7 separate regions of the Mus musculus genome follow, and regions 1, 2, 4, 5, 6 and 7 are each linked to region 3. Evidence: chromatin contacts called from public HiChIP or PLAC-seq and promoter capture Hi-C data. All regions are on one chromosome and are shown on one strand. Each heading gives the region's core, a stretch centred on a gene start, on an enhancer-like site or on the middle of the called end of the contact. The rest is flanking DNA. Distances are from core to core; before and after follow the strand shown. Region 1 overlaps Sh3gl2 (SH3-domain GRB2-like 2). Region 2 overlaps Sh3gl2 (SH3-domain GRB2-like 2). Region 3 holds the start of Rraga (Ras-related GTP binding A). Region 4 holds the start of Hacd4 (3-hydroxyacyl-CoA dehydratase 4). Region 5 overlaps Sh3gl2 (SH3-domain GRB2-like 2). Region 6 holds the start of Sh3gl2 (SH3-domain GRB2-like 2). Region 7 has its middle 200 kb from the start of Sh3gl2.

Region 1 (4,169 bases), core at 1,090-3,589, 1.3 Mb before region 3:
CTGTCTTTCTCTCTCTGACCAGCCATTGGCCATGCCATTGGCTCTTTATTGATCAATCATAAACCAATTGGGGACAAGGACCTTTAGTGTTTGGACATGCAGATTCCCGATTCAAAGCATTAGAACCAATCCCCATGGTGATGATGATGGTGGTGATGATGAGGAGGATGATGATGAAAGTCCCTAAATCAAAGTCACTCAACAGTTTAAAGGGAGATATCCCACCTCAGACACTGAACTTTTTTTTTGGCAGTTGTGGCTCTGGGGGAACCTTATTCCTTGTGTAGGGCAATTCCAATTCAGCAACCGGCTCCTTCCTCATCATTCCGCTTCCGTCTGTGTTCTTCTATCTGCCTTCCCTGTGGATCTTTTCCTTATCAGTGACTCCTTTCTAGTTTCCTGGATTCTACAGATTCTTCAAAGTAAGCACACAAATCCCAAGATTTGGAGCAAGGAGCATGTGAGAACCTGTGATGTTTGTCTTTCTGGGTCTGGGTTACCTCACTCCATATAAAGTTTTGGGATCATATTTGGTTTGTCTGCAAATTTCATTAGTTTTTTTCTTCTTTACAGCTGAATATGACTCCAATGAAATTAGGTAGCATATTTCCTTTGTCTGTTCTTCAGTGGAGGGACATTTAGGTTGTTTCCATGTCCGAGCTATTGTGAACAGAGCAGCAATGAACATGGAGTCACATGTGTCTGTCTAATAGCACTTGGAGCCTATGGGTACATGTGCAGCAGTGCCAAAGTTGAGTCATATGGTAGACCTATTTCTAGGAATGTTTTAGGAACAATCACACTGATTTCCACAGTAATTTAACCAGTTGGTCCTCTAACCAGCAGTGCATGGATATTCCCACTTTCTCACATCCGTGACTACCTTTGGTTTTTTGTTTTTTTTTTTTTTTCATTTTAGCCATTCTGACAAGGGTAAAATGAAGTCTCTAAATACTTGTTATTTTCATTTCTGATGACTAAGGATGGCAAACAGCTTTACAAAATATTTCTTGGCCATATGTGTTTATTCTTTTGAGACCTCTCCCTTCAGCTCCATAGCTTGTTAGTTTTGTTTTGTTTTGTTTGTTGTTGTTTGTATTTTTCTTTGTGATTAGACCTTTGAGTTCTTTGTGTATTCTAGACTCTAATCTTCAGTCAGAAGTAAAGCAGACAAAGGTCCTTTCTCAGTTTGTCAGCTGGCCTAGCCAATTGTGTTCTTTGCAGTACAGAAGCCTTTTAATGCTGTGAAGTCCTAGTTGTTAATTTTTCCCTGGAAGACTGGAGTCCTAGTCTGAACACTTGAGCCTATATCCTGAAGTGTGTTCCCTACTCTCCTAGAAGTTTCAGAGTTTTGGGACAAAATTCATCATTTGGCTGTTTGATCCATTTGGAATTGATTTATCTTCAGGGTAGGAGAGAAGGGTTAAATTTCATTCTTATATATGTAGATGGTATTTTTCTACCACCATTTGTTTAAGATGCTATCTTCTTGCCAGTATGTATATTTGGCTCCTTTGTCAAAAAATAGATGGCTTAGTTGTGTGGACTTACATCAGCATCTCAGTTCTACCCATTGATCAGTATGTCTGGCTTTGTGATGTATTTTACAACTGTCGCTCTTGTTTGTGTAACTTGAAATCAGGAATGGTGATACCTCTATCATTCATAGCTCAGAATTGTGATGGTTATCCAGAGTCTTTTGTGCTTCGATATAAGTTTTAAGCATATGAATTTTAAGGCCTTTTCCCCCCCAATTTTAGTTAACAATTGTTTGAAGTTGTTTTTGAAGGGATTTTGTATGAAGGAATTACAGTGAATCTGTATGTTGCTTTTGGTATGATGGTGAAAGACCCACAACGTGAGGACTCCCCCACGTTTTGACTGAGGAGAGGCGACACCCCAAAATCACCCACAAGAAACGGGTCTTGCTGCAAATTGCAAGAGGATTTTTTATTGAAGAGTGCTCTCGGGCCCACGGTCATACACCACGCAGGGGTAGAGGACCGTGGCGCCCCGAGTAGCTGAGTAAGGGGGTATTTAAAGGAAAAAACCACAACTCAAGGAGGTGGGAAGGGTGTTGTTGGAAAATACCAAAAATACCAGGTTAGAGTCACAAGGAAGTACAAAGTCACAGGTGTCACAAGGAATACCTGGTAATTGTTAACTCTGAAGACAGTTTCTAAGAGCCCCTAACAATAGCACATTTGCATTGCAGGTTCCGGTAATGGTCAGGGTGACTTTCTTTGAATTAACACTCTTTGAACACAGGAAGCGGGTGGGTGGAGGAATGTCACTATCTGTTTTATGATTAGCATACCTTGGAGCACTGAGTTTACTACTCTTTTATTGGCCATTTTAATTTACCAGTCTCTGTGCACAGGACATCCCTTTAACATTCAGTGCCTTCTTCAGTGTCTGTCTTTAGTGTTTTAAGATTTTCATTGTGTAGTTCTTTCACTTCTTTGGTTAGGTTTATTCCAGGGTATTTTGTTTATTTTGAGGCTATAATGAATGGGATGGTTTCCTGATTTGTTTCTCAGCCTATTTGTCTTGATAAAATGGAAGGCTCTTTTGACATGTTAATTTTATAATATGCCTCTTTACTGAAAATGTTGTCTGTGGAGTCTCTCATGTACAGAATCATGCCATATGCAGGCAGGGATACTTTAATTTCTTTTCCTGTTTATATCCCTTTAATTTTTCCCCTCTTGTCCATTTGCTCAAACTGGGACTCAGGACTGTGTGTTCTTGGTCCTGATCTTGGCGAGAACAGAGTAGCCAGGCTTCAGAAACCTTTTCTTTCCTCATCTCTCTTTCCCTTGAGTAACTCATCAACTTTCATTTTTATACCCTCGGGACCAGCCATGGTAGATAGCAGTAAGTATCATCCTGTAATATTACAGGCCCTCTTTCCAGACTCTAATCAGACCTGGCTTGTTCTTGCTTGTTATGAGCCCTTGACATTGAGACCCTCAGACCTGGACATTGACTAGTGATCCGTCTCTCAGAGCATAGTCTGACATCCCTGGGCTTGAAGCCTTGTCAGCTCCCTTGAATGCTTCTGGTGACCAGGGTCTTTTGTTCCTGTCCCCGGCTCCCTTTCATCAGCAACCTGACCTTTCTTATCTTCACTTCTGCTTCCTTTCTTTCTGCTCTGCCTCTTTTCTAAATTCTTGCTCTCATGTGTACATGGGTGTGTGTGTGTTCAAGCTTATGTGCACATGTGCATGCTGAGTCTCAAGGTTGAAGTCCATATTCCTTGATTGCTCCCCACCTCATGCATTGAGGTGTGGTATCACAGTTGAACCCCAAGTTCACTTGTCTGCATACTTTGATTAATCAGCTTGCTCCAGAGATTCCTTGAATGTTGCTCAGCATTATTTGGGTTGTGGGGCTCCAAACTCTGGTCTTCATACTTACCTCTGACTCACCTTCCCATCCTGACCCCTACTGAATCGTTCAACCACTCCTCCAGTTGTCAGTGGCTCCTGCTAGAACAGCTCTAGGTACTAGTCTCCATTGGGATAGTTCTTTTACCAGTACTCCTTCTGGCCAAACTGAAAATATGGTTTGCCAAGACCTGTAACTGCAAAAAGCTAAATAGCTCTGGCTAGCACAGTGACTTCAAGAGTTAGGACAATTGACACTGGTGTTTTTAGAGTTGTTTCAAGATGTCTGCAGATTATTAAAGATGGCTGTACATGCTTAAGATGGCTCTGGCCATCTGTATGACTGAGAACTCTTCAGCTTAAAGCAATGTAGAGTACACCAGGCAGGCCACTTGATGCTTACTAAGGAGCCAGATTCTTCCATTTTTACATTTGCTCACTGCTTTGCTCCATGTGTTATCTTTTGTTGTTGTCTTTATACTGTTTTAGATATTATGCATTCCATTCCTTTGCTGGATCAAATTTTAATATATATTCTCATTAATTTTAATTAAATTTATAAAACACAAAGCTAACTGCTAGAAATTTATTCTGGGGATGAAAGACATCATCCCTCAGACCTTTGGAATATTGATTTGATGTTGTTGTTCGGTAAATCAGGTCTGACATTTCATAGTTACTTGTTAATTGCACAATTATTAATGGTTCTGGGGGAAGAATCCATCATAGAGATGTCACGATTGATAAAAATGTATCATGTTTAACATAACCCAGGTCTCG
Region 2 (3,749 bases), core at 344-2,843, 1.3 Mb before region 3:
CGTAGTATTTGTGTGTGTGTAAATCCTGCTTCGTACACATAATGGGATTTTCTAAGATTATTGAAGTGAAATAATCCATACTCACGAGGAAGCCTGAATATATGTTTGGTGGGAGACAGAATGCACAAACAAAGATGTACTATGTAGGCATTGATTGCCTATCCACATGGGTGGATGGATGGCTGTTTGAAACAAAGTTTAATATAGTATGGTTTTTGAAAGCTTTCTTTTCCTTCTTTTCCTTCATTTTCTTTTCCTTCATTTTTGTTGCACTGTGAGAGAAGATCTCAGGGGTATCTGTGGCTGGTCTGGAACTAACACGTTAACCAGGCCTTGAGCTTGCACTGATCCTCCTGCCTCTGCCTCTGAAGTGCTGGGCTTCCAGGCATATACTGCTATGTTTGGAATTAAGTTTAAAAGAGTCTTTCCTCCCTGTTTCTCTTCCTTCACCTCCTCCTCCTCTTCCTCCTCCTCTTCCTCCTCCTCCTCTTCCTCCTCCTCTTCTTCCTCCTCCTCTTCTTCCCCCTCTTCCTCCTCCATATCACTACCTTTGTTTTCTGGTGTTGGGCCTCAGGTAAGATGCTCGGTAAGCCCAGTGCACGGAGCTGTGTCCCCAGCCTCAATGTTTACACTCAGAGCACTCATCTTTGACTCCTGTGAAGAGTGTCCTCACCTTGGTGTTTTTAGCACTGTCTTTAGGTTTTTGGCAATGTTTGGGAAGCCAGCATCAGTGTCAAACAAGGAAGTGCAGTGGTGGGACACGTTGATTGGAATCACACAAATGCTGGGATTCATTCTACAGTATAAAGTCTTCCTCGATGAAGTGGATTAACGTTTAATAGAAACGCAGCCTTTTCAGTGTCCCTGTTTTTAAATTCTTCTGTTTTTATTAAAATCCTATGTTCTTAGCCTAAAGGAGGGAGGAACAGAACAGAGGGGAGACAGCAGCGACCCCGAAGGCATCAGTGTTAGCGCGGTGCTGAGGATGTTCAGACGACCCACCTCCACACACTCCTCCCTCGGAAAGAGTATTAATGAGCACAGCTTCTTCACATTCTGATCTTTCCTCAGACAGGTTTCCAGAGAACAGCTTAATAAAGCATTAATTATGGTGCACCCTCCTCCCTGGAGATAGGAGTGATTTTGCCCCCTCCCTGCATGTAGGGATGATCTAGGTGCATAATTTTGTTAATGATATGTCTGTGGAATGCTATTTTGGTTCCAGTAAAAAGTATCTGTTTGCTTCTTATGGCTCAGAGCATGAGGATTTCAGAACTGCTAACACTATTCAATATGCAGCAGCCTCTGAGGTTCAGCGCATGACGGCTACTGCTTTAGACAAGAGTTGAAAGCAGAGCAGAAGACAGAGGGACACATTGTTTATATAGATAAAAATATGATGTGCATTTAGAACTAAGCTTAGGATATGGAAATTGTAAAAACATAAGCCTGAAGGGTGATACAGTAAGTCTTCTTTTAAACAATCTGAGCTTTTTATCCCATTGCGTTCTGCGGCAAGCTTTGTGGTCTCCTCCCTCACAGAGCCACTCAGCAGCATCTTCAGCAGAGGCTCTGGTCCTGTTAGTGGGTGGGAGAGCCTGCCTGCCATGCAGAAGCTCCTTACTCTCTGCTTGTTGGTGCTCACACTCACATTAGCTTGAGAGGCCCTATTCATTAGCAGGGATTATTCAGTTGCAAATGGAAGTGCAACAAGATGGGGGGCTGTGGAGAAACAAATGCTGGGCTTGGTGTTTCAGGGGTTATTTTTAGATTCAGAAGCAGCCTGCCGCTTTCCATGAAATCCATGAGAGTGTAATTAATCACCCTCCTTTCGCTTTCTGGTGGTGTTTGTTTTAAGATTAAACTACTGGGTGCAATCCTCTTTGCATCTTTCTCTTCTCAGCTTGTCTCTTCTCTTCTCTTCTCTTCTCTTCTCTTCTCTTCTCTTCTCTTCTCTTCTCTTCTCTGTCTTTTCTCTCTTTCTTTCTTTTCTTCTTCTTCTTCTTCTTCTTCTTCTTCTTCTTCTTCTTCTTCTTTTCTTTCTTTCTTTCTTTCTTTCTTTCTTTCTTTCTTTCTTTCTCCTTTCTCTCTCTGTCTTCTCTCTCTCTCTCTCTTTTTCTCTGTGTGTGTGTGTCCTCACATGTGTCAAGGTTAATGATGGTGTGTTGATTTTAGGAGGTTACCTGGATAGTGTTTCCAAATTCATTCCCATGTAAAGTATCTTCTTTAGTCATTATAAAAATCAAATAATTTTCCCCCAGCAAGCTTCAAAACACGGTGAAGCCATTTACTAAAACGAAGCATGACAGTAATTTAATTTTTCTATTTTTGGAAAATAGAGGGTGCAGCCTCTGATAAAAGTGCAGTAAGATTTCAAGTCCCATGGAGTGCTTACGTGGAATCAGACATCATTCTTTGAGCCATTTTGAGTCAGTGAAGTTGATTAGAGGACATGTTGAATCTGTTTTCCTCTCTAGCCTGGCAAGTAAGTGGGCCTTAAGAAAATCTGAGTGGCAGACCTCTTCACTTGACTTCATCCAGTGTGGATTCAGTAAAATCCATCACTGTCCCACTAGTTATAAGAGAGAATTAGTAAAACTTGGGATTGAGGAATCTCCCCTCTTAAGGCTGAAATCAATAGATCATGGACCATTCACAATTGCTAACCCTGTTTCCAGTGGTGTAAAAAGCCTTCCGGTTTAGCATGTGTATTAGTCAGGGTTCTCTAGAGTCACAGAACTTATGGATAATTTCTAAATAGTAAAGGAATTTATTGATGACTTACAGTCGGCAGCCCAATTCCCAACAATGGTTCAGTCGCAGCTGTGAATGGAAGTCCAAGGATCTAGCAGTTACTCAGTCTCACGCAGCAAGCAGGCGAAGGAGCAAGAGCAAGAGCTAGACTCCCTTCTTCCAATGTCCTTATATTGTCTCCAGCAAAAGGTGTAGCCCAGATTAAAGGTGTGTTCCACCACACCTTTAATCCCAGATGAAAGGCATAGCCCAGATTAAAGGTGTGTTCCTTAACTCGGAGATTCAATCTTCTGGAATCCATAGCCACTATGGCTCAAGATCTTCAAACCAAGATCCAGATAAGGATCTCCAAGCCTCCAGATAAGGGTCACTGGTGAGCCTTCCAATTCCGGATTGTAGTTCATTCCAAATATTGTCAAGTTGACAACCAGGAATAGCCACTACAATCCACCCCTTGTCAACTTGACACAAATAATATCTCATGTTCACATGAAACAATAACAAGGTTGTAAATACGCCTAACATGATATAACTATTCCTCGTACAATTGCAAACGCATTTGTAAATTTACAATGGGGCATTCATATTACTTTATAATCCTCGTTTCTGCAACTGGTTACGTGGCCTTAATTGGTATTCATAACTACCTTCCTCTACTACCCATTCTGTATTTCCTTCACCTTCAGCCAGCACCTCAGCAGGTCTTGGCTCTTTTCCTGGAGGATTGACCCATACCTTCATTCCTGATGGGTCTGCGTCCTTTGTCATCCTGCTTGGATTAGGCTGTTGTAGTTTCCCATTGACTTTAATCACAGGACATGGTAGTACTAAGAGACGCCCTAAGGGATCTCCTGCACTCCAGACATAATCTTGCTTACCACCATTGTGAAGAGGTAATCCAATTTCCCCATGGTAATCTGGATCTATCACCCCTCCTAACACTGTTATTCCTTTTTTAGCCTGTTGGTTTAAGGGCATTAGAAGCCCAAAATGAC
Region 3 (3,714 bases), core at 1,130-3,629:
GTTTACATATAGATTAGTTCTGTCCTCAGCCTCAACCAGAGCAGATTCTCTGTAGTGGGCAGCAATTAGTGCAGAGACTCATAACTGGTCAAAGAACTGAGAGTGACTACTGAATGGCCAGCCCTAAGTAAGACATCTATTTCAACATACATGCACGTGCACATGCACACGCACACACACTAACTAAATAATGCATAAAAGGGAGCAATGGCTTGTAAATGTATCTTTTCTACTCCTATTGTCATCCCCAAGGCTTACTGTCTCTGTCTGCTAACCTAGGCCAGGTCCTAGAAGCTTCTAGCTTCCATACAATCTAATCTAGGGCTAGAATGTTTCCTGCCTGTGAGACTTACTGCTGAATAAGCTCACCTTTTCCTGTTCTGATCTCTGGCTGGCTGGTCAACTCAGCTGTTCTGGCTCAAACTCCTCTCCAAACTGACTGATTCAATCTGGCTTCTCTCTCTCGGCCTTTTCTTAATTGCTCTGCTTGGCCTCATACTGATTTTGGCAATCTGTTCTAATCTTCTGACTCCTTCTCAGTCTCTGGCTCCTCTGCCTTCCCCTGTGTTTAGCTTGCTCTCTCTTTTCAACCTTTTCTCTTTGTAACTGTCCTGGTAGATTCTCTCTTTCTCTCTCTCTCTCTCTCTCTCTCTCTCTGTGTGTGTGTGTGTGTGTGTGTGTGTGCTGCTATTGGTTATGTAACCTCTTTCCCCTCTCCTCTTGAGAGCTGGGTGTAGCCTATTCTGTCAAATCTTTCTCTGATTTGTTACTTTGTCTGCCACTCAATTAGACATAACTTTCAAACAAGGTGCTTTCTTCTACAAACTAACTTTACCTTCACTGTTTGGGATTAAAAGTGTGTTCTAAGGGCATATCTGTATTCTAACCAGAGGAATTAAAGGTGTGTGCTATGACTGAGCCACATCACAACTAGAAATCGTTTTTTTGTTTTTGTTTGTCTTTTAGTAAACAATACACTCTCAGGGTTCAGTGTGATCAAATATCCTGCAACAATGATTACTTTTAAATTGTCTTTTTTTATGTATATGAGTACACTGTAGCTACACAGATGCTTGTGAGCCTTCATGTGGTTGTTAGGAATTGAATTCTGGACCTCTGCTCACTCCAGCCCAGAGATTTATTATTATAGATAAGTACACTGTTGCTGTCTTCAGACACACCAGAAGAGGGCATCAGATCTCATTACGGGGTGGTTGTGAGCCACTATGTGGTTACTGGGATTAGAACTCAGGACCTTCAGAAGAGCAGTCAGTGCTCTTACCCGCTTAGCCATCTTGCCAGCCCACTTTTGAATTTTCTTGCATATTGTAAACATTATTTATGTAAATTCATATTTTGCCTGTGTGTCTATGCATCATATGCATGCAGTGCCCACAGAGGTTGAAAGAAGGCATCATCCCCTGGACTGAAGTTACAGTTTCAAGGAGTCACAGTGGTGCTGGGAAGCAAACCCAGGTTCTCTGGAAGAGCAGTGTGTGTGTGTGTGTGTGTGTGTGTGTGTGCACCATATCTGTGCGGGAGACCATGGCTTAAATGATAAGCTATGTCTCTAGCCCCAACATCCAATTTTTGAATGAATAAGTGAGAAAATGTCTTCATTGGTACAGTGTAGTATACAACCTGGAAAGGGCTTTACAATAAGGATGCAGTGTCCTAATTTAGGAATATGACGTGCCCTGGTAATTCTACTGACTCAGCCTCAACTTACTGGATGACACTGCTTATCTCTTCTTAAAGGCTTGAGGCCATGTGGCCTATGGCTAAGTGAGCAGACCTTCTAAGGCACTCAGACTCGTTAACCCCCTCAGGTTTGAAAACAGTTGTTCACACGGTAACCGTGAGGACGAAGCTATTGCATGGTGTTCCATATTACCCTCTACTCGAGTTTTGGATTCTAATTACACATTCTCAAGCTGAGGTAAAAAGAACAAGGAATCAGGATGTCTCCCTGGTAAGGAACTGCCTAGCCCTGGGCAATTAGTTTTTCGAAATCTCTTTCTGCTGGTTTTCATTTGTCATCCCCGCTCCTCTACCTGCCTGATTGTCAAGCCTACAGCACTATTATCTCTCTGAGGTGATAATGGCAGTGGGCGTGTGAGGACTTTTGGCCACGCGGGGGCAGCATTCTCCCTCCCAGGTTCACTCGACCCCTTCTGCAAAGACCCAGGGCAACCCAAGCAGAACAAAACCCCAGCGTGGGCTCGCCCTTTCATTTTAACTCGCTGTGCGCTAGATTGCAATGGAAGAAGCAGTTTCTTAGAATTCCAAGGGTCTCAAAGGAGTAGCCGACGTTCTCGCGATGTCGCCACCGGAAGTGGGTGGCGGCAGGCCCTCGGAGTTCTCGCGAGATGCCGGCGGGAAGTGGGTGGCGGCCGGGCCGAAGCTGATCACATCACTGGTCTGCTCTCGCTAGCTCGGAGCGGCTGTGGCCATTGCCTCGGGCGCTGTTTTCTGAGACCTCGCCTCGCCGCGGTCTTTCCTGCCCCCAGCTCGCGTGCACGGCCTCCGCTGCCGGTCGGTGCTCGGTGTCCCGCCGTCCCCATCCTTGGTCGGTCCGCCGTTAGGCCGTGCCTCAGGCCCAGTCCGTGGCGACGCCGGCAGGTGATGCCCAATACAGCCATGAAGAAAAAGGTGCTGTTGATGGGAAAGAGCGGGTCGGGGAAGACCAGCATGAGGTCGATCATCTTTGCAAATTATATTGCGCGCGACACTAGGCGCCTGGGTGCCACCATCGACGTGGAGCACTCCCACGTCCGATTCTTGGGGAACCTGGTGCTGAACCTGTGGGACTGTGGCGGCCAGGACACCTTTATGGAAAATTACTTCACCAGCCAGCGGGACAACATCTTCCGTAATGTGGAGGTTCTGATATACGTGTTTGACGTAGAGAGCCGCGAACTGGAAAAAGATATGCATTATTACCAATCGTGTCTGGAAGCCATCCTCCAGAATTCACCTGACGCCAAAATCTTCTGCCTGGTGCACAAAATGGATCTGGTTCAGGAAGATCAACGTGACCTGATTTTTAAAGAGCGAGAGGAAGACCTGAGGCGTTTGTCTCGCCCGCTGGAGTGCGCTTGTTTTCGAACGTCCATCTGGGATGAGACGCTCTACAAAGCCTGGTCCAGCATCGTCTATCAGCTGATCCCCAACGTTCAGCAGCTGGAGATGAACCTAAGGAATTTTGCCCAGATTATTGAGGCTGATGAAGTTCTGCTGTTCGAGAGAGCTACGTTCTTGGTGATTTCCCACTACCAGTGCAAAGAGCAGCGAGATGTGCACCGCTTTGAGAAGATCAGCAACATCATCAAGCAGTTTAAGCTGAGCTGCAGTAAATTGGCCGCTTCTTTCCAGAGCATGGAAGTGAGGAATTCTAACTTCGCTGCCTTCATCGACATCTTTACATCAAACACGTACGTGATGGTGGTCATGTCAGATCCATCCATCCCTTCTGCAGCTACTCTGATCAACATTCGTAATGCCAGGAAACACTTTGAGAAGCTAGAAAGAGTAGATGGGCCCAAGCACAGCCTCCTCATGCGTTGAAATAATGCCAAATGCTCTTTAGTAAAATGCTGAATTACGGTGTTTTTTTTTTTTTTGCATCATTTGTCTTTAATATTCATAATGTCATGTGCTTAAAAGTGAGCTTGAAACGTGTGCTTACTATCTCATCTCTTCCCTAGTCTTAGT
Region 4 (3,979 bases), core at 1,345-3,844, 1.9 Mb after region 3:
TGAACAGACCAGTTCTGTTTATCTAATCACAGTAGCTGCTACAATTATAGTGGCAAGACATTTGGCTAAGGCTACTTCGCCCACTCTAGGGTTAGGGCCACATCAGAATTCTTGACTGGGGCCTGGGGTGTAAATGAGCTGCAGTCTGATCACACAGCCTATCCTAACAAGGTTACAGAGCTGATGGCCTCCTACCACTTGTGTCTCAGTCTTCCTCTGGTTGAAAACTCTCAGCTCTCATGGTTGACATTCAAGCCTTCTGCTTTGGCTTTGAGATTAATAACAAAGGCAAGATTGTATACATTTTCAGTAAGACTGAGAGACACAGGAGAGTTTGTTACTGTCTAACAGATGAGTGTGATACAGGAGACTTGATTGATGAGTTCAGCATGTTTTTTTTTTCCAGCTACGCTCGTGTTTGTTTTTAGCTAAACCAGCAGTTGCTCAAATTGTCAAGTCACCAAACAGTTGTAAACTGTAATGACACTTACTCATGTGGGGATGGGACTCAGAGAAGGTTGTTTTGACAGTCACTTGGTGATTCACTCTTTAACAATCTGAAGTGAATAGTTTAAAGCATGAATTCTTGACTTTTTAGGAAACTGAAGGAAGCTTATGATTCAAGTCATCAATACCAACTGCTTGTCGGTGACTAGTCATCGGTGTGTGTGTCATGTACGTATTACTTCTTGAGGGATCAAACAGGGTCTTGGGGGCATAAAGTTTGTCTGTCATTCAGTTACTGGCCATCTCCAGCTACCCTAAGTCTGGGGATGAGTACGCAGTGGAGGAATTTTATTAATTTCTCATTGCTCTGCACAGAATGTCAGGCTGGAACTTACAGACTTTTCAAAATGTGTTTAATTTATGAGTTTTGTGCAGAACCAAAATGGAACATTCCAAAGATAGGTTTTTGCTTTCAGAGCAAACTGGCAGCTCTGGGGCAAGACAGGCCCCTCTCGCCTGGTCTCATCTTCTCCCTTTAAGTCTGAAATAGTTAAGTATACTTATGGAAAAACAAACTCCAGAGACGTGAATGGTTCCAGATGCAGGATGCAAGAAGTTCAAAATGAAAATCAGTGAGGCCAGATGAATCCAGGGATAATAGTTAGAAATCGAAACCATTTAGGAGTGTTTACCTTTCCCAAATGAGAAGAATCTGACTGTCATATTTGCCAGTATCCATGAGTGGCCACAGAACTGAATTAAGTAATAGATGAAAAGATATACATTCTTCCTATACCTATAAATACAGAAAAATGCCATTAAACACATCTTTTAATGTAATGTACCAGTCAAACTGAGCAAGCAAAAGAAAACTGTTCCAGGTCAGAGTTCTATATTGGGGTCTTTCACTGGGTTGTCCCTCCAAACCCATGAGAGTCCGATGGGATGAATTTATCTAACAAGAGTATGTTGACTGAGATTGCTTAAAACCAAAGGTAGTTCTTTTCCACACTTCATTCTCATCTTTGATAACATTCTAACCTTGTTTCTCTAACACTTTCAGCCACTATGAGAAAAGCTTTGAAAGTTGAAGGGGACAGGGAAGAAACACTGACGCAAAGGGACTGATTTGGGCAGCTTGAACTCCAGTAGCTCAGCTTGCCAAATTAACTTGAAAGAGCTGGCTTACAGTTATCAAAGGGGAGTGGTCACAATTGGATTATGACTCAGTCATTGAACACACCTGACTTTTGTGATTGGGGTTGCACTCTCGTTCTTCCTGGCCCTGCCTCCTGTTGTATTTTACAAGGGAAGCTAGTTCTCTCCATCAAATGCACATAGAAAGCAGTTTAGTTGCTCAGCCAAAAAAAAAAAAAGGAAGTCAAGCTGAGTGTAAAGCTGTGTGTGTGTGTGGGTTCCTGGGGAGAGGACAGCCAGGGTGTAAACTGAATTTAAAAAAGAAGATTGGTGATTCTTGGTTTGAGGAGCTGGAAAAGGAGGTGAAGGGCTTCCCGGTGTGCACAAGGATGTGTAGAGTGGCCTTGTTAGTGTTAACAATGACTTCTCTTAGTTGGAAACTTCTGAGAAACAAGATATATAAGCAAACTCTATGGAGCAGTCAACAGATGACCAAAACTGCTATAGGGGTTAAAAGGGGAAAACTGCAAGCCAATCAGCATCACCAGGCTTCAGGTAAGCACTCCCCCCAGGCCCTAGTTTCCCTGGAATCTGGCCTGTGACAGATGCTGCTGCTACAGGATGCTGTCAAAATCACCCTGTGCCAAAATCTAGGGCGCAGCAAGGACAAGGAAGAGAAGAACTTGTGGGAGCGCACAAAGAGAAGAGGTGGCCTTGCAGCCCACCCTTCCATTTCCTCATCTCCAAAACTAAAAAACCGAAGGAAACAGCAAAGCCTCTGTCCTGAGCTATGGAGGAGAAAATGCAATCCACTACCAGGCAGAAGGAGCAGTGTTAAACAGTCAGGAGCTTCGCGGGAGTGAAAGCCGATGGGTGGGCTTCTGCCCAGTTCCCTGGCCCCTCCCTCCCCGCAGCCCCCTAATCCTACCTGGGCTGCAGCCAGGCTGGCAGCACCGAGGGCCCCATGGGCCACAGTCTGCTCCTCTGGCACCTCCGGGAAGCAGCAGGAGTGGGCTGGGAAAGCGGTAGGGGCGGGACGCCTCAGGCTGGGCTCGGGAAGGGCGGGGCCTCAACACACTCAGCAAGTTTTGAAAAAAAGCAGAGGTCAGGAGATGGGCAGGAGATGAAAGTCAAATTCCTGCCATGCTGCCCTAGGAGAGCTGGCCAGGCATAGAAAGTATGCGGGATGAACAAGCACATCCGCCCGAGGCTTTCCAAACTGATCCCAGGCTACTGATCTGTGGCTGGAGACCCCTAAGTTCACCTGCCTATACTCTTAACTGGATATAACTAGCTCTAAGGTTGCATGATCCTCAGGGTGGCCAGGGCCTTTCTTAGAAGCCCTAAGGTAGGAGAACGGTTCAGGAAGGAAAGCTAAGGGCAAATGGCCCAATATCTGTTCAAACATGAGCCAGAGCCCTCCAGAAATCCATCCCTGACACTTAGAGACCTGGGTGGCAGTGGTGTGCATAAATGCTTTTGTTCATTTAAGTTAATGTCATTTATTTAATGTTTAATGTCATTAAGTTAATGTTATTCGCTTAAGTTAATGTCGCTGCCCATGGCCAACACTCCCACACATCTTTTCCTGGTTTCTTGGGACAATGGCATCCCATCTCCTAGACAGAGTGACCCACCTCCTGGGTTCGTGAAGATCAGATTCCAATTATTCTGTTCTACCAGGTGAAGAGAACAAAACAGCTCCCCAAAGTATTTTCCCAAAAAAAAAAAAAAAAAAAAAAAAACCACCGCCACCACCAAAAAAGAAAAAGAAGAAATGGGAAAAAATAAAGAAAAAAAAAAGAAAAGAAAAAAACTCCCCCAAAACCCACAAGTGGAACAGTTACATATAGTTGCTGGAGTTGGAAGGTAGTGCTTCCATCTTACCAAAAAGGAAGTTGAGGCCTTAAGAAATATTGTCACTCACCACAGGTCACACAGCTGATAAACAGCAGGGTTAGAAGTTACAGTCAGCAATTTTTCTTCTTGGGTCATGGTTTCCTTCCTCATAGCTGTCACAGAGTCTGCCTCTTAGATGTCCCACTGTTCCGTGTCTCCCCGCCCCCCACCAGGGGCCAGCTCCTCTGTAGCCTCCGTTCCTTCTCAAGCCCCTTGGCAGAGGCTGCACTGTCCTCTCAACTGTCTCCATTGTCTCCTGTACACTGGCCTTCATGGCAGTGTAGGAACAAATTCATGTCACGTGGTCGTTCACACCCGTAACCCCAGCACTCTAGAAGCCGAGGTGGGGAGCTGATTCCGCCTTCAGCATCAGCCTGGGCTACACAGTGAGTTCCAGGCACCCTGAGTACAGAGGGAGACCCTATCTGGAGGGGTGGAGGGAAGGGGGTGCATTTTCAGATCTCTAACCCCAGAGTTTAGAACCCCTCTTTTAAAC
Region 5 (4,051 bases), core at 656-3,155, 1.3 Mb before region 3:
TGTTAAGTGTGAGTACTTTCTCCTTTCACTTATAAACACCTCCGTTTTAAGGTACAATTAATGTACAATACAATGTACCCACTTACAACACTTTGTTTCAAATGATCAATTTACGGGTGGTAAGTATATTCACAGACTTTTGCAAACATCACTGCCACCCCCCACCCCCACAGAACAGTTCCATTGCATGAATAGAAGCCATGTATCCGTTAGTAGTCTCGCCTTTTGGTCATAACACCCACTAGATTCCTAGAAGCCCCAGATCATCAAGTGACATTGAATGACTGCCTTTTTGTGGATTGGATCTACCAGATTTTTTAAGTTACATCTATGTGTTCACCCATGTGTGCATATAGGCATGAGTATAAGAACCTGGGGAGGCCAGAAAATGTCATCTGATCACCTAGAGTTAGAGTCACAGGGGGCTGCCTGTAAGCTGCCTGATTTGGGTATTGGGAAGTGAACTCAGATCCTCTGGGAGAACATTGTGTGCTTTGAACTACTGGGCCATCTCCCCTGTTCCTATTCTGGATATTTCATATGTGGATATATTCATATAATACACGGTCTTTGTGGGGGTCATTTTTCACATGTCCCGTGTTTTCAAGGTTCACCTATGCTGTGCATGGATCTGAGACTTTAGAGAATTGAGACTGCTGGGTCATTATTATCATATTTAATAAGAGTAGTTTTAACATGTGAATGCGTTTCTAAAGTGCACACTCGGGCTTTGAGAATTCATGAGGCGGCCAGGACAATATTGAATGCATTCAGTTGAAGCAATGAAATGATAGTAATTTCCATTTTTTTTGTTCTTTATGAAGTTTAGATAACTTACTTTTCATCTACTTTACCTACAAATGAAAGTGGCAGGAAACCAGGTGAGGGAAAGACCTGCTTTCTTCTGCTTGTCATTTCAAAATATACAGCTGATGTTGCTGGAAATTCAAAAGGGAAAATGTTATGTTTGGATAAAGAATAGCAATGGCTGGATTTTTGACAAGGAAACACACTCAATTGTCTTTCTTGAAAGCAGTATGCTACCGATAGTTCCTAATATTTAGTAATTTCAAAAGCCTCAGAGAGAAGCATCAATCATTGCCACGTTGTTTGTTCTTGCTTCTAATGATCCACACTAGTCAAATAAAGATCAAAGTTTAGTCCTCCTTGGTATTTAAAGACTTTAGGCATTCTGTCCTACAGAATATCTTTAGGTCTGTGTATTGTGCTTCGAAAAAGTCATTTCATGATGTGTACAGTATAGGGGTCCAGAAAAATTAAAATTACAGGGTCCTTTTTGAAGTGCTATCTTGTTTTTTTTTTTTTTCAACATGAAATGCCCCTCCCCACCTTGGCAACCAAGCCTAAGCTCATCTTAATTGCCTGTGCCTTATCTGGCAAGCTGCCCGGTAAATCAGATGAATGGCAACAATACTGGGATCTTGTGTGCCCACTTTCTAAAGGGCTTTGTGCTTGCTTTATGCTTTTTTTCCTCCCTTTCCCAATTTGTTGGTTAGACTCAATTATTTGGCTCTTTTTGAGAAGGCTCTGGGCGAAATGCCATTTATCTAGCTTTTCAACTTTAGGGGACATGTTTTCTTAACAGATTTCTTTAGGAAGTGAAGTTCTTTAACCTGGCTCCCCCCCCCCCCCCCCAAGATATTCTGAATTTTGGTCACTAGCAGATTCTTTCAAGAATTTTGTTTTTGTTTTTGTTTTTGTTTTCCAAAGTCTAGACAAAATTTCTCAGGGGGATTGCTGAAAGTGCATATTTTCTTAAAAGAGAAAGAGATAAAAATCCCTTGCTCTCTTAAATTTTTAAATTTGGCAGATCTATCCAGATCTCTCTGTTGGAGGAAATGAGAAAGTTTGATTAAGCCCTAATGTCAAGGAAATTGAGTTGGCTGGGCTTCAAGGAGTAGGAGGGGCTGGCCCACTAAAGATCTGTGTCAGAGTCTTGGATGGCACTGGAATCGGGACAGGGTAGTTATTTTCTTTAGTAGGGCAAACTCTGGGGAAAAGCACAAGCATCCAGCAAGGTGCTCTCATGTGCCAGAGGGTTGTGTAAATTTGATGTGCGCTCTGGTGCAGGGCTATACTCTTGTGAGCTGTGCTTTTCTGTTACTTTTGCTATTGCCACCACTGTTTTGCAAATGGAAAAGCCAAGGCTCAGAGTTTCTTTATCCTGGAAAGAGGAAGTCTGTGTTCAGTCTGTCTTTGCCATTAAAGGAGGCGATTGTTACAGTGGTTTTACAACTGATGAGACAGACACAGGTAGATGTGTGTGAGAATACAAGATCTTCAGAGTGATACACACGTAGAAGATGCTATTACTCATTCCTACAGAATGGACTTTTCTGCCAGTGACCCTTTTGTGTAGGATGGATACTCTTCCACTCCCCAGGTCTTTTAAGATCTTAAGGATGCTCTACCACCACTGCTCTTAGCTTCTTCTGTTCTTGGCCCTTTCCAGTTAATGTGGACACTTGGGCCACGTGTTGCCTGCTCAGAAGCCAAGTGAGTAGAGCAAGCCAGTCACTGCTGAGAATTTACCAGATAAGGCCCCCTCAGCAGTATGAGGCTATGTCTGCCCTAATTCTGATTGCAAAAAAAGTGCTTACTGAAAGCTTTTAGCAGTTCTTAAAATCACAAGGGTAACTATATAACTGAGTTTTTATGTCTAGAGTTTTTAAAACATAGGATTCATTTGTCAGTTTCCTCCATATTTTCTATTTCCCTAATTAAAACATATTTATTGTGAAAATTTAATATTGAAATGGAAAACCAAGCAAACACTTTCTCACAACAAAGAGATCTTCATCAATATACTTCTACATTTCTTTTCCTAAGAAAAGTTAATGTTTAACTCTCTCTCTGTCTCTCTCTCTCACACACACACTCTGTCTCTCTCTGTCTCTCTTTCTGTCTCTCTCTGTCTCTCTCTGTGTGTCTCTGTCTCTGTGTCTCTGTCTCTGTCTCTCTCTCTTACACACACACACACACACACACAGCACTACTTCTTTCATGGGTTCAGTGCATAAGGAATGTATGTGCCATTTCTCCTGTTGATTCTCATTTTTGAAACGGTATTTATACAGCCAACGAGCTGGAGCTGGATTGTACCCCTATGCTGTGCTTTCCTCGCAACGGGATAAAATGTAGTCGTTGACTTTCTGAAAGAAATAGTGGGTCAAAGGCTCACCGTGAGTCCCCTATGTCTCCCTGCCTTCATCTGTGGCTCTTACTCTGTTGGTGCTGATACTGTTAAGGGAATTAAACACATGGTCTTGGCATGCTAAGCACACGGGCATATGCAGCATAGCTTAGTAAACATGTTTTCTGCAAATGATAAGGCTATTGTGAGATCGATATAATGATAGATAACTACTACTGATCAAGAGCCTAAATAGGAAGACATGGGGAAGGCAGAAGGCCAGCTTCCAGGTCATGACTCCCAACAATAATACTCTCTAGGATCCAGCCACTTAGTCTCAATTTTAATTTTCTAAATTATAGTACTATAATCTTCCAAGAAATAAGGAAAATAAAGGATGCAAAATATTTTTAAGTTACTAGTGAAAGTTATCTACAAATTTACTTTGCTGTCTGAGTGTGTGTGTGTGAGAGAGAGAGACAGAGAGACACAGAGAGAGAGACAGAGAGACAGAAAGAGAGACAGAGAGAGAGACAGAGAGACAGAGAGACAGAGAGAGTGTGTGTGAGAGAGAGACAGAGAGACAGAAAGAGAGACAGAGAGAGAGACAGAGAGAGAGACAGAGAGACAGAGAGAGTGTGTGTGAGAGAGAGACAGAGACAGAGAGACAGAGACAGAGAGAGTTTGTGTGTGTGTGAGAGAGAGTGTGTGTGTTTGTGAGAGAGAGACAGAGACAGAGACAGTGTGTGTGTGTGTGTGTGAGAGAGAGAGAGAGAGAGAGAGAGAGAGTGTGTTTGTAGAGGAAAGAGAGGAAAGGCTGTGGGGTTGGAGGATATTACACATGGCTGAACACAAATGGCCACTAGATTATAAATCTTCATGGCATCATGAAGGGAA
Region 6 (3,671 bases), core at 635-3,134, 1.4 Mb before region 3:
GGTTAGGGGCACCACAACACGAGGAACTGTATTAAAGGATTGCAGCATTAGGGGGGTTGAGACTGGCTGACCTTGGGGTTCAAGGGCCAATTTACATGTGTGGGCATCTTCCTGCACCATCCCCTCACACCCCTTTCTCTGATGCCTTCCAAAAGTAGCTGCTCAACACCTCTCTTCTGGGGCAACACCCCAAAGGTTTTCATAGCTAACAGTTGAGGCTTAAATAGAATCCCTGACTTAGATGAGACCTAGGTGAGAGCAATAGGTTCAAAGCGCTTTGAAGTTTTCTATGCAGAACCCAACGTGGTTCCTCTGATCTTTAGCAGCATACGCTATGAAGGTAAGTAGTCAAAGAGACAAGGAAAGGCGGGGACTAGCTTTGCTTTAAGATTTTAAGGTTAAGGCAAGTGCTCAAAGTTTCCGAGGAGCCTCTTCAGGTCCCCATTTCACTTCTTTCATGTGTTGAGACCAAAGTTGCAAATTTCAGACCACATCATAGATTTGTGGCAGAGAGAAGCGAACCCTGTGGCCCTGATACCAAAAGGTGAATTATTAAGAATTAGCATGTCCCTCCTGCCTAAATCCTCTAACCAATGTTTATCCCAATGCCTCCACGGTAGTTTAGAAATTAGAAAGTACCACAGATTGGAAGGTCTGGGCAGCAGCAAGGACCACAAGACTACAGACCCCTTCCTTCCTTTTGCTTTGCTTTGCAGACTGGAAGGGTATGCTCACTGCTCACTGCTCCGATATTCTGTTGTGCTGTGATTCACAGTAGCAAGGGTGAGTGGTACCCAGCCCGTGTCTAGAATCCCCTTGCACCTGCTCTTCCGTTCATCTTTACTCAAGCTGCAGAAGTCTACTGGCTTCCTTTACACCAGGCAGTAGAGGGGGGGGGGGCGGGAGGGGAACTGTATTTCTAGGAACCCAATCCAGGTCCTGTTGATTCTTTCCACATTCTCCGTAATTACTCTCCTCTTGGCGGCTCATCACTTTGATCCACACATGCAGGTGTGGCCTGCATCTGAGACTCTCCCACAAGCTCTTCCATACAAGACAAACTTGAAGTGGCTGCTCATAAGAGCACAGATTTCTGGTGCTGCTCTGGGCCCTTCACCCAGTCCCATCCACCCTTTGTCCCTATGTGGTGTTTGTATAACTTACTGCCTTTCCTTTCCTCATTATATAAAAATGTTAGAACGAAAAAAAAAAAGAAAGAAAAAAATGTCCATGATAATTGTGTGAATGCCAAGTTCGCATTCGTTTTTTTTTTCTTTTGAAAATAGAAGATTAAATGTTATTACTCATATCAATATATGCTATAGCTCATATCAATTCCATTCCAGTATCCCAGTCAAACTGTAGGGACCTCTCTTCATCTTAAGTAGTTAAGTTGTACTAGAACAGGAAAAAAAAAGTTGATAGATTTCCCTAAGGTGAAACAAGCTTAAGGGATATTAAAATCGAGGCAGAGAAATGTTTTCGGTGGCCAATCATGCGGGAAGGCAGGGCATGAAATGAGCAATAACTTATTCATGATCCAGATAAGCCGCCACCCTGCTTTTCAACCACAGGGAGGCCAGGCTCAAAGGGCAAGGGCAGTGCGCAGGCAGCACCACTGCGGCTACCTGGGAGCTGGGTCACCTGAGTCTAGACTGCCCAAAGGCGGTGATCCCTTTGCCAGGGCCACGAACGAACGACTCCCACAGCTGAAGACAGCCCAGGCTTCGGACCGTGGAGGGACTTTCGCCCCCGCACAGTGCGGGGGTTCCTCGCGCTCACCTGCCTCGGCTTGCGCCCTGGGCGGGGCTTCCCGCGTCCCCTTTAAGAGGCCGCATCACCCGCCCTGACGTCAGGGTGTCTCTCCGCACAAGCCCGCGTCCCGCGCCGCGCCCCCGCGCCAGCAGCTCCCGCGGTCGCACGACCAGCGGCGGCCCGGCGACCCCAGCCGCCTCTCCGCATCTGCATCTGCATCTGCCGGCCGCGCAGCCTCCCGCATCCCATCATGTCGGTGGCAGGGCTGAAGAAGCAGTTCCACAAAGCCACTCAGGTAGGGCGCGTGCAGGTGCGCCATGGGCCGCCCCGCAGACCGACAGACAGACGGCGTCCTCCCCTGCAACCCCTCCCTGTTCTGATCTGGTCCCCGCGGGGCGCTGCGCGGCAGCCTGGCTCCATAACCCGGCTCCCTGTCTCCGATCGGTGCTCGCTCCGCGAGTCTCCTCCCTGGCCGCTGCATCCCTGCTTCCTCTTCCCACTCCGAGTCCCTGTGGTCCCTGCCACTCTAGCACTCAGACCTCAGTTCCCTTCCCCTGGCATCTCTGCTCTCTGTCCCCGCTGTCTCGGTTCGCCGCCCACCGGGTTCCCAGGCAGTTAGTCCCTGCACGGCAGCTCTCAGGCTCTGCACGGAGGGTGCCGCGCAGGTGCTTGGCGGCGCGGCGGGAGATTATGTAAAGTCGCCTCGGTGCGGTGACCTTGCGGTGTGGTGTGCCCCACTGTCCTGGGATGTGCTGGCTGGAGCGAGGTTCGCTCTGGAGGCTGCGGAGGTGCCCGCGCTCTGCGCTTGCTCCAGGCTTTGCGCTCCCAGGCCTTCTCAGAACCCCTCCTTCCCAGGCCTCCCCAGGCTCCCAGCATGGGAGAATGTGGTTCCCCTAAGGAGCATGCATGCATTAACTTTTTTCCCTGGAGAACTCCTTGGTGAAGCTTATTTGAGGCCATGGTTTGATCAGTGGTCTGCAAGTCTTTAAAGTTCTCCCACGGGTTTTACTGCGGAGGCAGTTGTTAAAAACTTGAAAATCACTGTTTACTAGATGTGCCAAATTTTCTGTGTGGGGTAAGCTGAGATTAAAATTTAATCCAGACCCACATAATTTAAATCTCATTGGGCCCAACTCAGTGATTTTACAAAGAGAAAATGTCCAAAAATACTTACGATGTGACCCATTTCTTACATAATGTGTGGAGTTACAACCCTTTTATTCATTTGGAACAGGTTAAATTTTAAGATATATTTAACAAGAAACGACTTTATTGATAAACCGTAAAATACTTTTTGCGTAACCATTTAGCTTTAAAGATCCTTATCCTAAGCTAACCTTAATTGTGTGGCTTCTGTAATTTCTTGTTTTTTAAAAACATTACTTTTATCTTTTTTTACAATCCAGCCACTCCCTTCCCTCTGGGTCCCCCCTCCCACAGTTCCTCATCCCATTTCTCCCTCCTGTCTCCAAGAGGATGTCACGCACACCAGGTCTTCCCACTCCCAGGAATCTCAAGTCTCTCGCACATCTTCTTCCACTGAGGCCAGACCAGGCAGTCCTCCTCTGCTATACATGAGTCTCATTACCGAGTTCACAGCCTCAGTACTATTGCAAAAGGCATAGGGAAAAGGTGAAGACTGCATTCCTCAAGTTTGCTTAAATTAAGGTGCAGGATGACATTCACCCCTGAGCATCATCTCTGTCACCATAGACTTAGCATCATCAAATGAGTTCTGTTGGGAACTAATTTAGGGAGACAGGAAACAGTCATTTTAGGAAGTGCTTCTAACTACATATATATTTGGTTTTCTCACTAGAATTGTCTGTGATCTCCCTATTGGAAAGGTAGAGCCAAGTATATTATTCACTTGATTCTGGCAACTTTCCAGTTTCACAGAACCAATCTGTGCTACC
Region 7 (3,925 bases), core at 609-3,108, 1.2 Mb before region 3:
GTATGTATGTATATATATATACGTATATGTATATATGTATGTATATATATATATATATATATATATATATATATATATTTCCAGGTTCTGAGATATTCGAAACAGTAGATATATAACCACATAATATCAGAGATAAAATCTTATGGAAAAAACAAAATAAGGCATGGTAAATTTTACTGTTTGGGGTATATACTATATCCCATAAAGGGTAAATCAGTCTAGACTTGCAGATTCAAAGAGATACTGACCTGGGCGAGTGCAGGCATATTCACAGGACTTGAAGAAAGCAACAGAAGCCAAAACAGGCAGTAAGGGAGGGGCTGCCAGGTCGGTCAAGCAATGGGAATTTTGCCTCAGAGTGAAGGAAGTTGAGGAACAAAGGGAGTGGCTACATCTGATTTGCTTTTCCAAAAACTAACTTGAGGGGTAGGGTAGCGGGGTCAGCCCAGGCTGACAGAAGACTATTTCTGATACCCCATGAGTGGTACCTTTGATGGAGTCACAGTGGCAGCTGGAGGTGGCACACAGGCTGTTGTTGGGAATTATAAAGGGCAAGTGAGGAGATTTTTTTTTAAAAGAATGGCTATTCTAAGGACATAAGAGAAAGAGAGTTGCTAAAGCAAGAGTTCTTTTTCTTTTTTTTTTTTATTTCCCTCCTCTTCCTTTTCTCTTCCTCATACTCTCCATCCTCCTTTCTATCTTTTGTCTTCTGAGACAATCTTATATAGTGAAGACTGGCAGGGAACTCATGGCCTAACTTAGGTGGATGCCTTGAACGTCTCACCCCCCACCCTCAACCCACTCTCCTCCATCTCTTTAGTGCTGGAGTCACAGAGGTGTGCTGCCGCAGTGGTCCAGCCTTTGTATTTGAAGATGTAGTCTCAGCAGAGGCTGAACTGCTCATCAACCTTAACACCCTTTTAGCACCCAGTGCCAACTAGCAGTGGACGACTACACAATGAGGCTCCCTCTGTCAGCCTGTGGTGGACAGCACTGTTCAGTTTGAATCATCTACAAGGCCCTACACAAACACCAGGGGTAAGGACCTGCTGGCCTCACCCCAGACTGTTTCAAATGGAATGACAATTTTCTTATCTTAGCAGAGACAAGTCGCTTTAAAAACAAAAACAAACAAAGAGCAAAAACCCAGTTTAACCTAAAAACAACAACAACAGCAACAACAAAACACTTTTTTGTTCCTCTGAAAAAGGCAACAAAACTCCAGGGTGGCGTTTGTCACTTTCAGACAAGTTATCAACACCCAGTCCCTGATCATGCCTTTGGGAATGCTGTCCCATACTTGTAATTCCTAAAGTGACCACTACGCGGCGCCCACACATCTGAATCTGAGGTGAGGTTTTCTCAGCCTCAGCCCTGACAAAAATAAAAGCTCAAGACAGCACCCAGTGGCTTCTTCCAGTCTACGGACATGAGCCTCTTTTAAGAATTATACCCAACAGCTTGGGGAGGATATTTGCAGAGGGATTCATCATGAAAAAGCCCATGTCTCTACCTTCTACCCAGTCACTTCTCAGCGTTTCCATGCTTCGGACCCCTCCTCTTTCTGATTCTTCACTTCTAAAATTTCCTCCCCATCTCAGGCCCGCCCTTCCACAGTCCTTTCCTTCCACCATTCCTCAGTGAACTTCTAAATCGTGTGTGTGTGTGTGTGTGTGTGTGTGTGTGTGTGTGTGTGTGTGTGTGTGTGGTTCATTCTCCCCTCTCATCGTTTAGAGGATAAACTGCGAACTTCAGTACCCTTGGGAACTTTGGCAGTGCTTGCTTTTGTATTGGTCCCATCTGTCCCTCAGCCCACTTCCAGCCTGCATTCTAACAGCCTTGGGTGTATGTGGGTTGCTTCAGCATGCATGCAGCTTGCCCTGCTCTGTGTCTGGAGAGTTCTTCCCTTCGCCTCTGGGCGTAGTACGCATGCTTCTAAAAGCTTGCATCCCATCCATCCATGGTACTCCCTTCCCGTGGTACCACAGTGACCTGCTAGTTCATACCTCCTGTGTCCATACATAGGACAGACACTAGAAACCAGGATGTTATTTGTTAGGGGACTATGTGTCAGTGACTCTTATAAGCTTTTTCCATTCATAATGGCATGCATAAACTATATGCAAAAATATTATTCATAAATTGTGCATAAGGGTTAATTCTTACTTCTTCTACCATATAGTTTTGGCAGTGCCAGCACCCAGGTGCTGCCACAGGGAACCTTGCAATGTTCTGTGAGAGTCCCTGTAAGAATTCTGAGAAGATACAATTGATAAGGTTTTGACAAATGCTCCTCTTTTAAAACCATGGGCTGTTCTGCAACTTCCCCCATATTAGTAAATCACCCATTTCCTATCAAGGGCCTATCTGACTTCCTGGCATTAACTGTCGGTTTAACATGTTTTGGATAGCAAACAGAAACATAATTAAATTACAAGTGTGCTATAAAGTTTTACTTACATATGTGCTAAAATAGCTCAGCTATTGTCTTCCCTTTCTCCTCTCTCTTGTGCAATTTAAAATAGTTTAGTAATTCCGGTATAAAAACAGAGAGCACAAGAAACATTTGCTTTTGCTCTGGCAGGTTTCAAGGGTTGCTGGAGTTTCTGTCCACTGTTGTACCGCGGAACATTGTGACTGACCACAGGGAATTGTGTGGATTCTGCTTTCTGCTTGTTCCTGATCTAGACTCTGAAGGATGGAACGTCTGCAGACACCTATGTAGCTCCGTATCTTCAAGAGAAAGGGGCTAACCTAATGCTACCAGAGAGCTCTGGGTGTCAAGAGAATAACAGGGCAAAAAGTATAGATTGTCAGATGGGTGATAGATTTTACAAATCTCCAGCAAGGAAACACACTCACTCCAGTGTCTGGATTGCAGCAGGCATGATTGGCTGAACACTCTAAAGAGGCAGAAGCACCCTGCTCGGAACCAGGCTGAGGGGAAGCATCAGAGGGGAGTAATTCTTAACATAAAACTAGGTGGTACCACCCAGATGCCTTCCAGTCAAACCCCAGAGAGTGTGGACCCAGTTCTTCCAGACAAGCAGCTAAATGACAAGTAGACATCACTGTCTTGGATCCTAAGAAGTCATCACACACACACACACACACACACACACACACACACACACACACACACACACTACCACAAAAGGAAGCCTTTTCTTACACTCCAGCATAGCAACAGCAGAAGAGCCTGCCACAGGTTTCCAAGGCAGCCTCCCAGTGGGCAAGGAAAGCAGAGCATGGAGGGCACAAAAGGCACCTTGGTGACCACTTGGAGGGGGATGAGCAGCGCTGGGCCAGTCGGGGTTCTACTTGCTTTATGGAGTATCCAGAAAGAGCTTGGCTTCCTCTCTAGGGCTATGGAAGCATAAGAAATGCAGAACAAAGAAATCAGGAAAAGCATCCCCCAGGGCGCTGCCCAGCGGTAGCAGAGGTGTCCCGTTATCACCATTACTGTGGATGCTGTACTTTTTTCTTTAAGTACATGCCTCTTTGGACAGACCGTGAACTGTATGGAGAAAGAAGAACTTGTTACTCATTTTTGTTCTCCTGGAACCATTGTGGTTCCTGGACTGGCAAATGAGTGAGTCTCAGAAGGAAGCGGCAGGTAAGTGGATCAGGAAGTGTTTGGTCCTCCCCTGTCACTGAAGCCTGACCCCACATGCTGCTGCTAAAAAGGCTGTCAGTGATGCCCGAGAGCTTTCCACCAGCCTACTCCACCACATTTTTTTTCTTTCCATTTTTTATTAGGTATTTAGCTCATTTACATTTCCAATGCTATACCAAAAGTCCCCCATACCCACCCACCCCCACTCCCCTACCCGCCCACTCCCCCTTTTTGGCCCTGGCGTTCCCCTGTTCTGGGGCATATAAAGTTTGTGTGTCCAATGGGCCTCTCTTTCCAGTGATGGCCGAC

What was found. Promoter capture Hi-C pulls out the DNA fragments that hold promoters and counts their contacts. HiChIP or PLAC-seq counts read pairs in DNA pulled down with a chosen protein or histone mark.
Region 1: an H3K4me3 HiChIP or PLAC-seq map of embryonic stem cells shows a contact between it and region 3, with 7 times the contacts expected there. The contact joins the enhancer-like site here to the promoter of Rraga in region 3. A contact is called at or near these places in 2 of 39 promoter capture datasets (embryonic stem cells and hippocampal neurons) and 5 of 115 datasets of contacts at active chromatin or transcription factors (embryonic forebrain, embryonic stem cells, forebrain and 1 more).
Region 2: a contact with region 3 is called in a promoter capture Hi-C map of hippocampal neurons, with 5 times the contacts expected there. The contact joins the enhancer-like site here to the promoter of Rraga in region 3. A contact is called at or near these places in 4 of 39 promoter capture datasets (cranial neural crest, embryonic stem cells, frontonasal cranial neural crest and 1 more) and 5 of 115 datasets of contacts at active chromatin or transcription factors (astrocytes, embryonic stem cells, neural progenitor cells and 1 more).
Region 4: a contact with region 3 is called in a promoter capture Hi-C map of hippocampal neurons, with 2.7 times the contacts expected there. The contact joins the promoter of Hacd4 here to the promoter of Rraga in region 3.
Region 5: a contact with region 3 is called in an H3K27ac HiChIP or PLAC-seq map of stem cell-derived neural progenitor cells, with 4 times the contacts expected there. The contact joins the enhancer-like site here to the promoter of Rraga in region 3. A contact is called at or near these places in 3 of 39 promoter capture datasets (cranial neural crest, embryonic stem cells and neural stem cells) and 8 of 115 datasets of contacts at active chromatin or transcription factors (astrocytes, embryonic forebrain, embryonic stem cells and 4 more).
Region 6: an H3K27ac HiChIP or PLAC-seq map of embryonic stem cells shows a contact between it and region 3, with 7 times the contacts expected there. The contact joins the promoter of Sh3gl2 here to the promoter of Rraga in region 3. A contact is called at or near these places in 4 of 39 promoter capture datasets (cranial neural crest, frontonasal cranial neural crest, maxillary cranial neural crest and 1 more), 1 of 484 Hi-C or Micro-C datasets (embryonic stem cells), 16 of 115 datasets of contacts at active chromatin or transcription factors (SST interneurons, astrocytes, embryonic forebrain and 6 more) and 2 of 9 other capture datasets (embryonic stem cells and pancreatic islet).
Region 7: a promoter capture Hi-C map of hippocampal neurons shows a contact between it and region 3, with 10 times the contacts expected there. The contact joins the enhancer-like site here to the promoter of Rraga in region 3. A contact is called at or near these places in 4 of 39 promoter capture datasets (cranial neural crest, frontonasal cranial neural crest, hippocampal neurons and 1 more), 3 of 484 Hi-C or Micro-C datasets (the AtT-20 cell line, embryonic fibroblasts and uterus) and 12 of 115 datasets of contacts at active chromatin or transcription factors (astrocytes, craniofacial prominence, embryonic basal ganglia and 8 more).

Annotation. Positions count from the first base shown.
Region 1 is chr4:85,286,967-85,291,135 of GRCm38.p6, forward strand. All of the region lies in intron 1 of Sh3gl2 (SH3-domain GRB2-like 2), which reads left to right. Among named protein-coding and RNA genes, the nearest start is that of Sh3gl2, 84 kb to the left of the region's middle. Within about 2 kb of position 2,340, at least 7 of the 459 cell types and tissues checked have an H3K27ac peak or open chromatin away from gene starts, as enhancers often do. A contact at or near this core is called in embryonic stem cells, where this site is marked.
Region 2 is chr4:85,231,573-85,235,321 of GRCm38.p6, forward strand. The region is part of intron 1 of Sh3gl2 (SH3-domain GRB2-like 2); the gene reads left to right. Among named protein-coding and RNA genes, the nearest start is that of Sh3gl2, 28 kb to the left of the region's middle. Within about 2 kb of position 1,594, at least 40 of the 459 cell types and tissues checked have an H3K27ac peak or open chromatin away from gene starts, as enhancers often do. A contact at or near this core is called in hippocampal neurons, where this site is marked.
Region 3 is chr4:86,573,294-86,577,007 of GRCm38.p6, forward strand. Rraga (Ras-related GTP binding A) reads left to right here and starts at 2,380. Exons shown (of 1, transcript NM_178376.3): 1 at 2,380-3,714. The coding sequence starts at 2,626. The coding sequence ends at 3,567.
Region 4 is chr4:88,436,321-88,440,299 of GRCm38.p6, forward strand. Hacd4 (3-hydroxyacyl-CoA dehydratase 4) reads right to left here and starts at 2,595. Exons shown (of 7, transcript NM_025760.5): 1 at 2,513-2,595; 2 at 1,140-1,243. The coding sequence starts at 2,550.
Region 5 is chr4:85,249,021-85,253,071 of GRCm38.p6, forward strand. The region is part of intron 1 of Sh3gl2 (SH3-domain GRB2-like 2); the gene reads left to right. Among named protein-coding and RNA genes, the nearest start is that of Sh3gl2, 46 kb to the left of the region's middle. Within about 2 kb of position 1,906, at least 22 of the 459 cell types and tissues checked have an H3K27ac peak or open chromatin away from gene starts, as enhancers often do. A contact at or near this core is called in neural progenitor cells, neural stem cells and stem cell-derived neural progenitor cells, where this site is marked.
Region 6 is chr4:85,203,572-85,207,242 of GRCm38.p6, forward strand. Sh3gl2 (SH3-domain GRB2-like 2) reads left to right here and starts at 1,885. Exons shown (of 9, transcript NM_019535.2): 1 at 1,885-2,050. The coding sequence starts at 2,006.
Region 7 is chr4:85,403,638-85,407,562 of GRCm38.p6, forward strand. No RefSeq gene overlaps it. Among named protein-coding and RNA genes, the nearest start is that of Sh3gl2, 200 kb to the left of the region's middle. Within about 2 kb of position 1,859, at least 7 of the 459 cell types and tissues checked have an H3K27ac peak or open chromatin away from gene starts, as enhancers often do. A contact at or near this core is called in hippocampal neurons, where this site is marked.